3 separate regions of the Mus musculus genome follow, and regions 2 and 3 are each linked to region 1. A link is a contact called in public promoter capture Hi-C data. All regions are on one chromosome and are shown on one strand. The core of a region is the stretch at or near the end of the contact, and the rest is flanking DNA. Distances in the headings are between cores, read along the strand shown. Region 1 holds the start of Tfb1m (transcription factor B1, mitochondrial). Region 2 has its middle 40 kb from the start of Gm34507. Region 3 has its middle 14 kb from the start of Gm34507.

Region 1 (3,158 bases), core at 522-3,021:
ACAATGTCATAAAGAAAAGCAAATGGCTGGAGAGGACCTCGAACCAAGGTGGGGATTCTAAAACCAAATCATTGTTTGGTTACCAGTTACCAACTGGTCTCTCGGAGGGCATCAGAGTCATTTATTAAACCAGGGAATTCTGAACTCAGTTTGAAAATGGAAAGCAGCAACAGGTGGGGCAGTGGTTTCATTCTTAAACTTTGCAGGAACGCTTAAGTGCAACCAGACATAGACGAGGTGTCAACCCCCTAAGTCTGGTTCAACCCTGCTCCACCTGAGTTCTCTAGGACAAGCACCTTTATTTGCTTTCACTCTGGTTCCCCCTCCCCCCACCCCACCCCCCACCCTCACAAAGACTGAATAGAGAACCTAAGAATCTGGAACTTACTCCAGGGACACACATGAGAACATAGATAACAAATTGAATGGCTGGTGATGTAATTCAATTAACTGATAAGAGTGCTTGCCTAGCATGTGTGAAGCCCTGGGTTACACAGTCAGCAATCAGTAACTGAGCATGGTGGCATATGCTTTTCATTTCGGTTCTTGGGAGAAGGCAGGAGGGCCAGACACTCAATAACACCTGCCATGTAGTGAGCTTGAGGCCAGCCTTAGACATAGGAGACTGCATTTCAGCAGAGAATGGTGCTTATATTTAGCATGTGCTTATATTTAGCATGACTGGGAGAGGATGCTAGAACCAAAGAATCTAAAAGTAGGCATCCTAAGGTCCTTGTAGGCCTTTCTATCAAATAAGAGATGAGAAAACTTAAGTGGAGTTAACTGTTTTACCCAAATTCTACGGGTCGAATAAAGGCTCCAAAAACAAGAAATAAAAGTAACTTATGCTTTGTGGTCCATGCAATCAAAATTGATTTTGGGGACGGAGTGTGTGTATGACACACTTACCCTTTTAACTTGAGGGGGTTAACATGCTAAGTACTCCAACAGTCAGCTAGCACCTTTATTTGCAACAGATGGATCTTATTCTCAAGAGGAGAGCATTACTATGACATGGGTGGTAAGTAAACCAACAAACACCTGTGAAAACTCATCAAAACATGGGTGTCAAACTGGTGACCTTCACCCTATATAAGTTTAATCGCATAAAAGTAATTTTTAAAGAAGCCGGAGAATGTCAACTTATTAACTGCAAACTCAGGGCTGTTGTTGGGACGGTGGTCCCAGCATTGGCACAAGGTAGCTGTAGGCGCCGTTTGGTTAGTATGACTTTACAGAGCGAATCTCCAGTCCCTAGAGGGATCCCTAGACTTAAGTGAACGTTTATCCTATTTACTCTCTTGGTTTCGTTTTTGAAAGAGTCCATCTGTTTCTAACTGGCGGCAATCCTCCTGCCTCTGCTCCTCGAGTGCTGAGCTTACAGACGCGCTTTACTGAGCCGGGCTAACGAGAGGCAGGTTGGCGCATCATAAAGCGCGCGGGAAACATCTCCCGCCCGCAAAGCGGTCGACCAGTCGTCGCCCTAGCCCGCGAGGACCGGAGGAGCAGCGCTTGACTGACAGCCGCCCGCCCCAACCCGCTCCATCACCCGGCCGCGCCCACCACGGAGACCCGGGCGAACTGACGACTCAGCCACCTGTCAGCCTCAAGTCCAGGAGGAAATTCTGGGAAAGCTGTTTCACCGCTCGCAGTCCGAACAACTTAATGATCTCCCGAATGGTGGGCAACGGGGGAAGGCGGAAAGTGCCGAGCTTCCCCGAGGCAGCCATGAGAGACCCACATACACAGCCACGCGCAGCGGCTGGAAAGGTGCACGGCGCGCAGGGGGTGGGACCTTGGAGAAGACTGCCCGCCTCTGAGGCCACCTGGTTGGATGGAGAAACCTGCCGGAAATGACGAAACTGACAGGAAGTCTGTATGTACTGGGAGCTCAGGACGCGTCAGGCCGAAAGCGGTGCAGGTTGGGAGAGGAGAGGGGGCGGAGGCTAGGAGGCGTGGTCTTTGTAACCTCTGGGAGGCTCCGCAGGCCTTTGACATTCCAAAGGCTTGACTTTTGATTTGTAGCAGGAAAGATGGTGATTGGTTGCTTGCTGTTTGTAGACTGGTTACCGCCCCACCCCCGTAGGCTAGATACTTTTTATTTCTTCGCGTCCATTACTTCTTTCAGAACTTAGTTCCATAGAGAACTATAGGCTTATTTAAGGTAAGCCTGCTGAAAACCGAGTTTAAGACTTAGACTTTAGAGCAAATGGCTGAATGCCAGCCCGTTAACAGCACCCCAGCTTTAACCAATAGCAAGAGACCAACTGACTCAAGTAAAGCAAAAAGCTAACCGTAACCAACTAAACTGTGTCTCTAGATAATTTCTCTTTTCTTGTCATTGAACAATGTCCATTTTCTGGCCGGAGTTGTTTGAAAGAATTCCAAGGGCTGCCTAATTTTAGAATGGTGAATGAAAGCCATTCTGGGTCTTTAAATATGCTGTAATTTTGTCTCTTGAGCTAAGCACTTTAAACTTCGAGAAGTGTTTTTGATACCACTTGTTACTATTTCATATTCCCTTTTAAATCTCTCAGGTGTAGTCTTGCGAAACAGGACACATATTGCTAACTTCCGATTAAAACAGGATCAAGAAAGCCCTGCGAGGCCACGAATTTCGTAAAGCTGGAAGTTCACAGATTCCAGCTGTAGTCTAGTGCATGCGCGGTGGCTGCTGTTTTTAAGCAATGCCAGCAAGGTCAGCATCAGGACCACTCTTTTAGCCTTTGAAGCTTTTTCTAAAAGCTCATTCATGCTGCAAGCATTGTGGTCTCTCCACTGCTCTCAGAGTGAACCATAAAGGGGTTGCTCTTTTAAAAAGCTCAACTAAAAGAAATGTGTGCCAGGTCTCACAACTGAGTGGTTTGGAATTATTCGCTCACTAATTGTTACCATACAGATTCGGGTAGATTTTATTATTACGTAGTGGTGAAAGTGAGACTTGGGGCGGTTCAGCCACTTTCCCACACTTCAGAGTGGAAACGGAAGGCTTACTCATCAGGCAGGGAATCCAATGGAGAAAGGCTATTTGAGGGTTAAAATCCAAGTACCAAGAGAAGACAAATAGGTTCTGTCTTCCTGTGATGTCTGAGAACACAAGAAAGAAATGAAAACTTTTAAAATATTTTTCATAAGTGGGAAGATTTTTACTTTTTTCC
Region 2 (3,315 bases), core at 664-3,163, 1.3 Mb after region 1:
ACCTTTCAAAGATCCCAGAAGATAGTATCTTAAACCTACTCCAGGCACAGCTGTTGTCCAAGTCTCTGTCTACCTCTCCACCTGCAGGTAATCTCCAAGTCTTGGCACATGCCCGCACCATGCTGGGCTTTGTGGGTTATTCCGCTCACTTCTCATGGCACCTCCTTTGGCATCTGTACCATTACTACACCACTGCTGCAGACCAGGGAAAGAGCTTGCCCAACTTAGCCCAGCCAACACAGATCAGAGCTTTAGTGGGCAGCCATGTGATCCAACTCAGGCCTATTCACCTTAGACCGTGAGGCTCCTACCGGGTTTTAAGGAGCAACCAGGAAAACTGAATACATTTCTACCCTCAAATATGAAAGCCAACTAGTTTAAACTCTTATCAACCCTGTAGAGTGAAGGTATACCCAATTGTCTAGTCAGCCTTATTTAGCAGATGTCAAAGCAAAAGGAATACAGAAATAAGGTTCATAAGTGAGCAAAATCCCTATTAGAAAATTAAACTTATGAGGTAAGGCTATGAACTCAATGTCTTTTAATTGCACTAAGATTGAACATCTAGGATGAGCCAATTCAGCCAATGACAAGGGAGGAGAGCTCACAGGGGTAGAGCCTCCTGCTCACAGGAGGGTATTCTCAAGTTTCTCTGTGAAGCTTGTCGGTTCTCTCCTTGTGGACGCCAACTTATCCCTCTGGTCTGAATCCAGATTCCCCACCCTGCCTTGGACTCGTTTCCTTTCTGTTTAGCAGAGATAGACGTGGTTTGTGAGGGTTTTTTTTTTCTTTCCTGCTTCTTTCCTGTTCACATTCACCCCACTTCTTTCCTCTCCCCTCTTCCCCTCATGTATGATAAAGAGCTGTCGCTCTACTTTTTCTAAAACCAGCCCCTTCTATCCAGCTTCTCTGCAGGCTGGCCTCTGCTTGGAAACCTGCACTACCCTCTCCTCTTAATGAACACAATAAATAAATAAATCTAAAACTGTGGCAGGAGAGTAAAGTGGAGAGAGAAGAATTAATATTGGCATAGGAAACAAGCCAGTTGGCAGAAACACTGGAAACCGCAGCCGCCAAGGCCAACCTGGAACAGAGCATGCGCCAAGGCCAACCTATAACAGAGCATGCGCCAAGGCCAACCTGGAACAGAGTATGCACAGGAATGCACACACTTGGAAATGACCCAAAAACCTGTGGTACTGCAATAGAAAAACCCCAATCATTTATATAGTCTTTGCTATTGAAAGTCTAACCTTTCCTGACTGGGTAGCCCTTCTCCTTGCCTCCAAAGGCTTTATTAACTAATTCTCTCTGTGTCTACCACTATCCACATGCGGCAGCTCCGAGTCCTTATTGAAGGGCATAGAACCTGGAAGTGCCAACAAGAGCCTTCCAGTTCCCGATATCTTCCTAGCATACAGCCTTCCTTCTGCCCATGCCACTCCCTGTTGCAAAGTTTACAAAACTCCCTGACTCACAGGAGTTGCCCCGGGTGTCACTCGCCTAGATTCCCCGGCGCTTTCCCCTGGATGTTAACTGCGGGTGTATAAGGTACTGAAATTGTTCCCACCCAGTTTGTTTGAAGGATACCACCCTAGTACCTCCTAATCTGTACCCTGACGACCCAAGCCGTCAGCTACCAGCTCAGCCTGTGCCCACCACCCACACTTTTGAACATTGTACGCATCTGCCCCAGAAACTTCTTTCTGGCAGGGATCCTGGATAACACCAGAGCTAAGGCAAACTTAATGTCTGAAGATTTCTTAACCTAACTGGTTCTGGCTTTAGGGCTGGCCATGAAAAATCTGGCAGGCCACTTCTAAGGCAGGAATGAAGACTCGGGATAACCCGCTAAGGGACAGTCCCAGCTCGTACTTTCTGTTGCTGACCTGACTCATACACCTGCCAACTTCCTGCTGCTCTGGTCCCTGTGCCCAGTATGTGAAGCGTTACTGCAAAGGCCACCAGCCACTTCTGCGGTTGTTCATGTCACCAAGGCTAAAGTCAATGAGAGACAAGATTGATGGCTTGTCCTTGAAAGTGTAACTCATCACCACAGTTTCTGGTGTGCCCCAAATTTTCTGTGTCTAGCTTTCTCCCCAACTCCTAGCGCTTCTAACTTAAAACCAGTACAAAGGAACTAGACTTCCACAGACTTTATGCCAGCTTTCACACTACCCTCTGGTCTAGTTGCTGCCTGAAATCCTATTTGCATGCCCCAGCCAGTGGCCTGGCTTCTCTGATCCAACCTGCCTGGATCCATACTGGTAAGGGCAGGAGACTCTAGGGGACATTAAAACTGGCACTAGCTTATGTAGAATTAGATATGGTTAGGTTTCCAGGCATCAATGTCCTGTCACTGACAGTAAAGAGAGGCCATTAGTAACCTGTGGTACACAATAGCAAACATATTCACTAAACTATCACTTACAAGACAAGGCTTTGGGTGTCCACATGGTGGTTGCTACAATACATGCGGTCAAAATAAGAAGTGTGTGATGCAGTTGCTTGCCTTAAAGAATTTAGCAAAAGAAAAAGATTCATTGAGGGCTTTTAGTTCACAGCTTTACTAGCTAAGAGACCAGAAAGCTCCTCAGACCATCCCAGAGGAAGACTTATCTCCTAGAATCAAAGCTTCTAAGATCCAACCCTAAGTCCAACCCAAAAATGCAATGCATGCAAGAGCCCTGAGTAGCACCCAGGTCAGAGCTTCCGGCCCATGGATGTAGCCCTTTCTTCCTGTCTGTTTCTCTCTGAGCTCTTCCCACAGAAAAGCCACCTGAAGGGTCACTGCTAGAGAGTCGCCTTGTGGAGACTGCCGTTTCTCCCCCAACCCCATTCACCAGTCACCATCGTCCAGTCACTGGCAAGTGTCAGGCGCTACAGTGTAGAGGACGGCCTTGAGGGCATTACATGCATACCAAAGAACCCAGAAGATGCTGTGAATGTCTGTCAAAAGTTTCCTAGGAAAGATGAATGGGAATTGGATCAGGTTAGAGAGTCGGGCTCATCTGTTAGTGTGGGTGCACAGTAAATTATGTATAGGTATGATGAGCAGACCCTAGATGCCATGTTAACCTGAATGGTTGGAGGGTCTCTTGAAGTTTATACAGTTGAGTTTCGACATTACTTTACTCATTGCTACACCTGACCCTGTTGGAGGGTACAATCATGGTGGAGAAGCATGGTGGCTGGATTGAAAGGTGGCTGGTCACACTGAGCATCCACAGTGAGGAATTCACAGAGAGGTCACCATCTCGCTCAGCGCTCAGCTAACTCTCATCGTTACCGGGTCTGTGACCCCAGCCCACATAG
Region 3 (3,088 bases), core at 115-2,614, 1.4 Mb after region 1:
GGGTGCCCCCCTTGGACCTCTGTGTGCCATGAGATGTTATTGCCATTTGACATCCTTTTCTTTGGCCACAAAGTGACAGCACCTTTGTGGGTCTTATGACCAGTGTATCTCCTGCTTTGCCATATTCAGGAAGGGTCATACATATGCACCGTTAAACAGCCTGTTTCCCCTCCTTGTATCTGTTTGGCCAAACAAGCTCATTAAGTGTTGTATAGCAGTTGTTGTTAGTCTTTGCTCTTTTTCCTATTTTATAGATGAAAGAAAGTCTAGGAAAGAGGAGCTCTGTGCTTTTCACTAGAAATGCATTCAGAAGAGCAGGAGGAGGGCGGGGGTCTGGCTATCAATGGAGCACTCCCTAGACGAAGATGGTTGGAGACATCACTCAGTCACTAAAGGGTCAGCCCCTGGGTAGAGTGCTTGCCTAGTTTTTTGTGAGGCTCTGCATTCAATCCTCAGCATTTCAAAAGGGGGGGGGGCGGGAGCAGCCAGTGGGCAGTAGCTAGACATCAGGCCTGGTGATAGAGAAACTCGTGTTTGGGAGCATAATCCACACCTTAACACTTGGAGGTAGCCAACACCCTCCTCAGCTTAGACAGGCAAAGAGGTTGAAGGTCAGGGGACTGCACTTTGGCTCCCTCGGATAGGAACTAGAGAACTGGAATGTGAACTAAGTACCTTGGTCTTGGGTCTCATTCCAGCCCACGTCTCTCCAGCAGTGCGCCGTGTGCCCTTGGCGGGTGACCAGCTCCAAAGCTTGGTTGTCTCCTTCAGAGCTGCCTCTCTCCTATTTCCTTCACTTTTTAATTTGATTTCATTTATCATTAGTAGTTGGGGGGGGGGCAATGTGTGTACACAGAGTTGTGTGGAGATCAGTGCACAACATTCAAGACTCAGTCCTTCCCTTCTGTGAGTGTGTCCTTGGGGTGGAAGGCAGACATGCGGCTTCTGCAGCAAGCGCTCTTACCTGCGGAGCCGATTTGCTTGCCCTGGGTTCTACTTCTGAAAAAGCAATACCTATAGAAAGTTTCCCAACTAGAATTAAAATACCATCAGCTAAGGATGGACAGAGGCAGTGGAGGTTAAGTGCACCCTCTACTCTCACAGAGGAAGCAGTTTGATTCCCAGCACCCACATGGTGGCTCACGGCCACCTGAAATTCTCATTCTGGAGGCCCTGCTGCCTCTTCTGACCTTGTCTTCTACTGCACATACCTGGTGACACATGCATGCCTTTAGGTAATATACATACATGCAAAATAAAATAATTATTTAAAAAAAAGTATTGTCGATCTACAATCATTCAACCAGGGTGGTGAGTTACGAAATAGAGTTCAGAAATAAACACAAGATGATAAGAGGGAGCTTCCCGGTCAGTAGAGGAAAACCAGAGTGTTCTGGATAGCACAGGGAAAATCCCGGTGAGTGAAACTAGTCATAGGTGCCTAGTGAAGATGCTTGTTATTTCAATAGAGTACATCCCCCCAGTTTCCACCATGGCTGTTAAACTGTTAAGATTCAGGGTAAAGTTCAGAGTTCTGGAATCTTTTTCTTCCCATACTCTCCATCTTACAACATCCCAACGATAAGACCTCACACATATCCTGCAATACTTCCTGATTCCCCAAACGCCTTCCCTACCCCCAGCAGAGCAGGGTAAATATTTGTTCCCACTGTCTGTGCAGGGACTCTGCAGAGGTTAAGTTCCCAGCAGTGATGGCCCTATGAAATAGAGACAAAGGCCTCCTAACCCCTTGGGCAACTACTCAGCTCTAGATTTAATGTCTCCCGACCCCTCCCCATGTTCACACCACACAACGTAGCAATGGAAAACAGGCAGCATACCTGTGATGATCTCATCCCAGCGACTGTTCTCAAGCTATGGGCTTGCAGTGCTTCCCCGGGACACATACTTTACATAATTACACAGCATAGCTTTATTATAATTTCAGACTCTGTTTTTCCACTTTCTGTGCCTTGAGTCGGCAAATTGCTCGTGGTTTTGGACGAATGACTGATCCCTGCCTTTCCTGTCTCCCACTCACTCCTCTTCTGTAAAGCTACCTGTGTAAAGCTCCACCCCTAATCCATTGTTCACAAGTGAACCCCCTTCGCCTGACTACATGTGATCAGTTCCTCATCTCTTTCCCCACAGAGAGAAGTCCTGTCCTGTTGCTTCTCCCTGGCCTTGGGTCACACAGAGTGTACTTAGTTTCCTTTGCCTTTGGGACTTCCCTCTCGGCCAGCAGCTGTTCCATAGCCTCTGCCCCAAGTGCCTGTAGTAGAAGGAGGTGCCTGTTGCCTTCTGTGAGGTCTGGCCTCTCATTCCTATTCAGGACTCACTCCTCGGTAAACCCATGTCTTCCTGATTTAGCTACAGGAAAGTCATTGTGCAAACCATGAATCATTCCCAAGGTGTCCTCCATGGCCAGGGAGAAACTGCCCCTGAAAGCCACCATTATGTAGACAGTGTCACAGGTTCTGCAGGCAATAAGAAGTCATTCTTTCCACTCACCCAAATCAAACAGACGTTCCCATTTGCCCACTGCAGTCTCTTCCCTTACAACACAGATGGATTGAAAAAGAAAATGGGCAATTCCACATGTAAAAAAAAAAAAAAGAAAGAAACTTAAGTAGGAGTATCTAAGGAGTGTTAGGAATGCTAAAGTGTTAGAGAAAGAAGGGCAAGGAGAAAGAAGAGCAAACAATGGGTTACAGGGACGAGCGAGCATGATGGCATATACCCATATGTTGTGGTTCATCTGCACCTATGTACTCAAATGCTAAAGTCTGTACCCCAAATTTGGTTGCCCCAAGATGAGCAGCAGCTTTTATTGTACAAACCTTGCTTTGCAAATTAATTGATCAATAAAAGGCCAAGCCCTGTGATTGTGCAGTAGAGAGAAAAAAGCAAGACTTGAGTATCAAGTGAGGAGTCTCAGGAGAAAACGAGAAGAGAAGAGAAGAGAAGAGAAGAGAAGAGAAGAGAAGAGAAGAGAAGAGAAGAGAAGAGAAGAGAAGAGAAGAGAAGAGAAGAGAAGAGAAGAGAAGAGAATGGAGGAGGAGGCCTCCATGAGAGGAGGTGGACCATG

What was found. Promoter capture Hi-C pulls out the DNA fragments that hold promoters and counts their contacts.
Region 2: a promoter capture Hi-C map of liver shows a contact between it and region 1, with 2.8 times the contacts expected there. The contact joins the enhancer-like site here to the promoter of Tfb1m in region 1. A contact is called at or near these places in 5 of 39 promoter capture datasets (the C10 cell line, embryonic stem cells, liver and 2 more) and 2 of 115 datasets of contacts at active chromatin or transcription factors (astrocytes and embryonic stem cells).
Region 3: a contact with region 1 is called in a promoter capture Hi-C map of liver, with 2.6 times the contacts expected there. The contact joins the enhancer-like site here to the promoter of Tfb1m in region 1. A contact is called at or near these places in 7 of 39 promoter capture datasets (the 3T3-L1 cell line, the C10 cell line, embryonic stem cells and 3 more) and 4 of 115 datasets of contacts at active chromatin or transcription factors (embryonic forebrain, embryonic limb bud, embryonic stem cells and 1 more).

Annotation. Positions count from the first base shown.
Region 1 is chr17:3,555,984-3,559,141 of GRCm38.p6, forward strand. It overlaps Tfb1m (transcription factor B1, mitochondrial), which reads right to left and starts at 1,772. Exons shown (of 7, transcript NM_146074.3): 1 at 1,598-1,772. The coding sequence starts at 1,730. It overlaps 1700102H20Rik (RIKEN cDNA 1700102H20 gene), which reads left to right and starts at 1,841. Exons shown (of 2, transcript NR_045303.1): 1 at 1,841-1,921.
Region 2 is chr17:4,867,153-4,870,467 of GRCm38.p6, forward strand. No RefSeq gene overlaps it. Among named protein-coding and RNA genes, the nearest start is that of Gm34507, 40 kb to the right of the region's middle. Within about 2 kb of position 1,914, at least 51 of the 459 cell types and tissues checked have an H3K27ac peak or open chromatin away from gene starts, as enhancers often do. A contact at or near this core is called in liver, where this site is marked.
Region 3 is chr17:4,920,662-4,923,749 of GRCm38.p6, forward strand. No RefSeq gene overlaps it. Among named protein-coding and RNA genes, the nearest start is that of Gm34507, 14 kb to the left of the region's middle. Within about 2 kb of position 1,365, at least 23 of the 459 cell types and tissues checked have an H3K27ac peak or open chromatin away from gene starts, as enhancers often do. A contact at or near this core is called in liver, where this site is marked.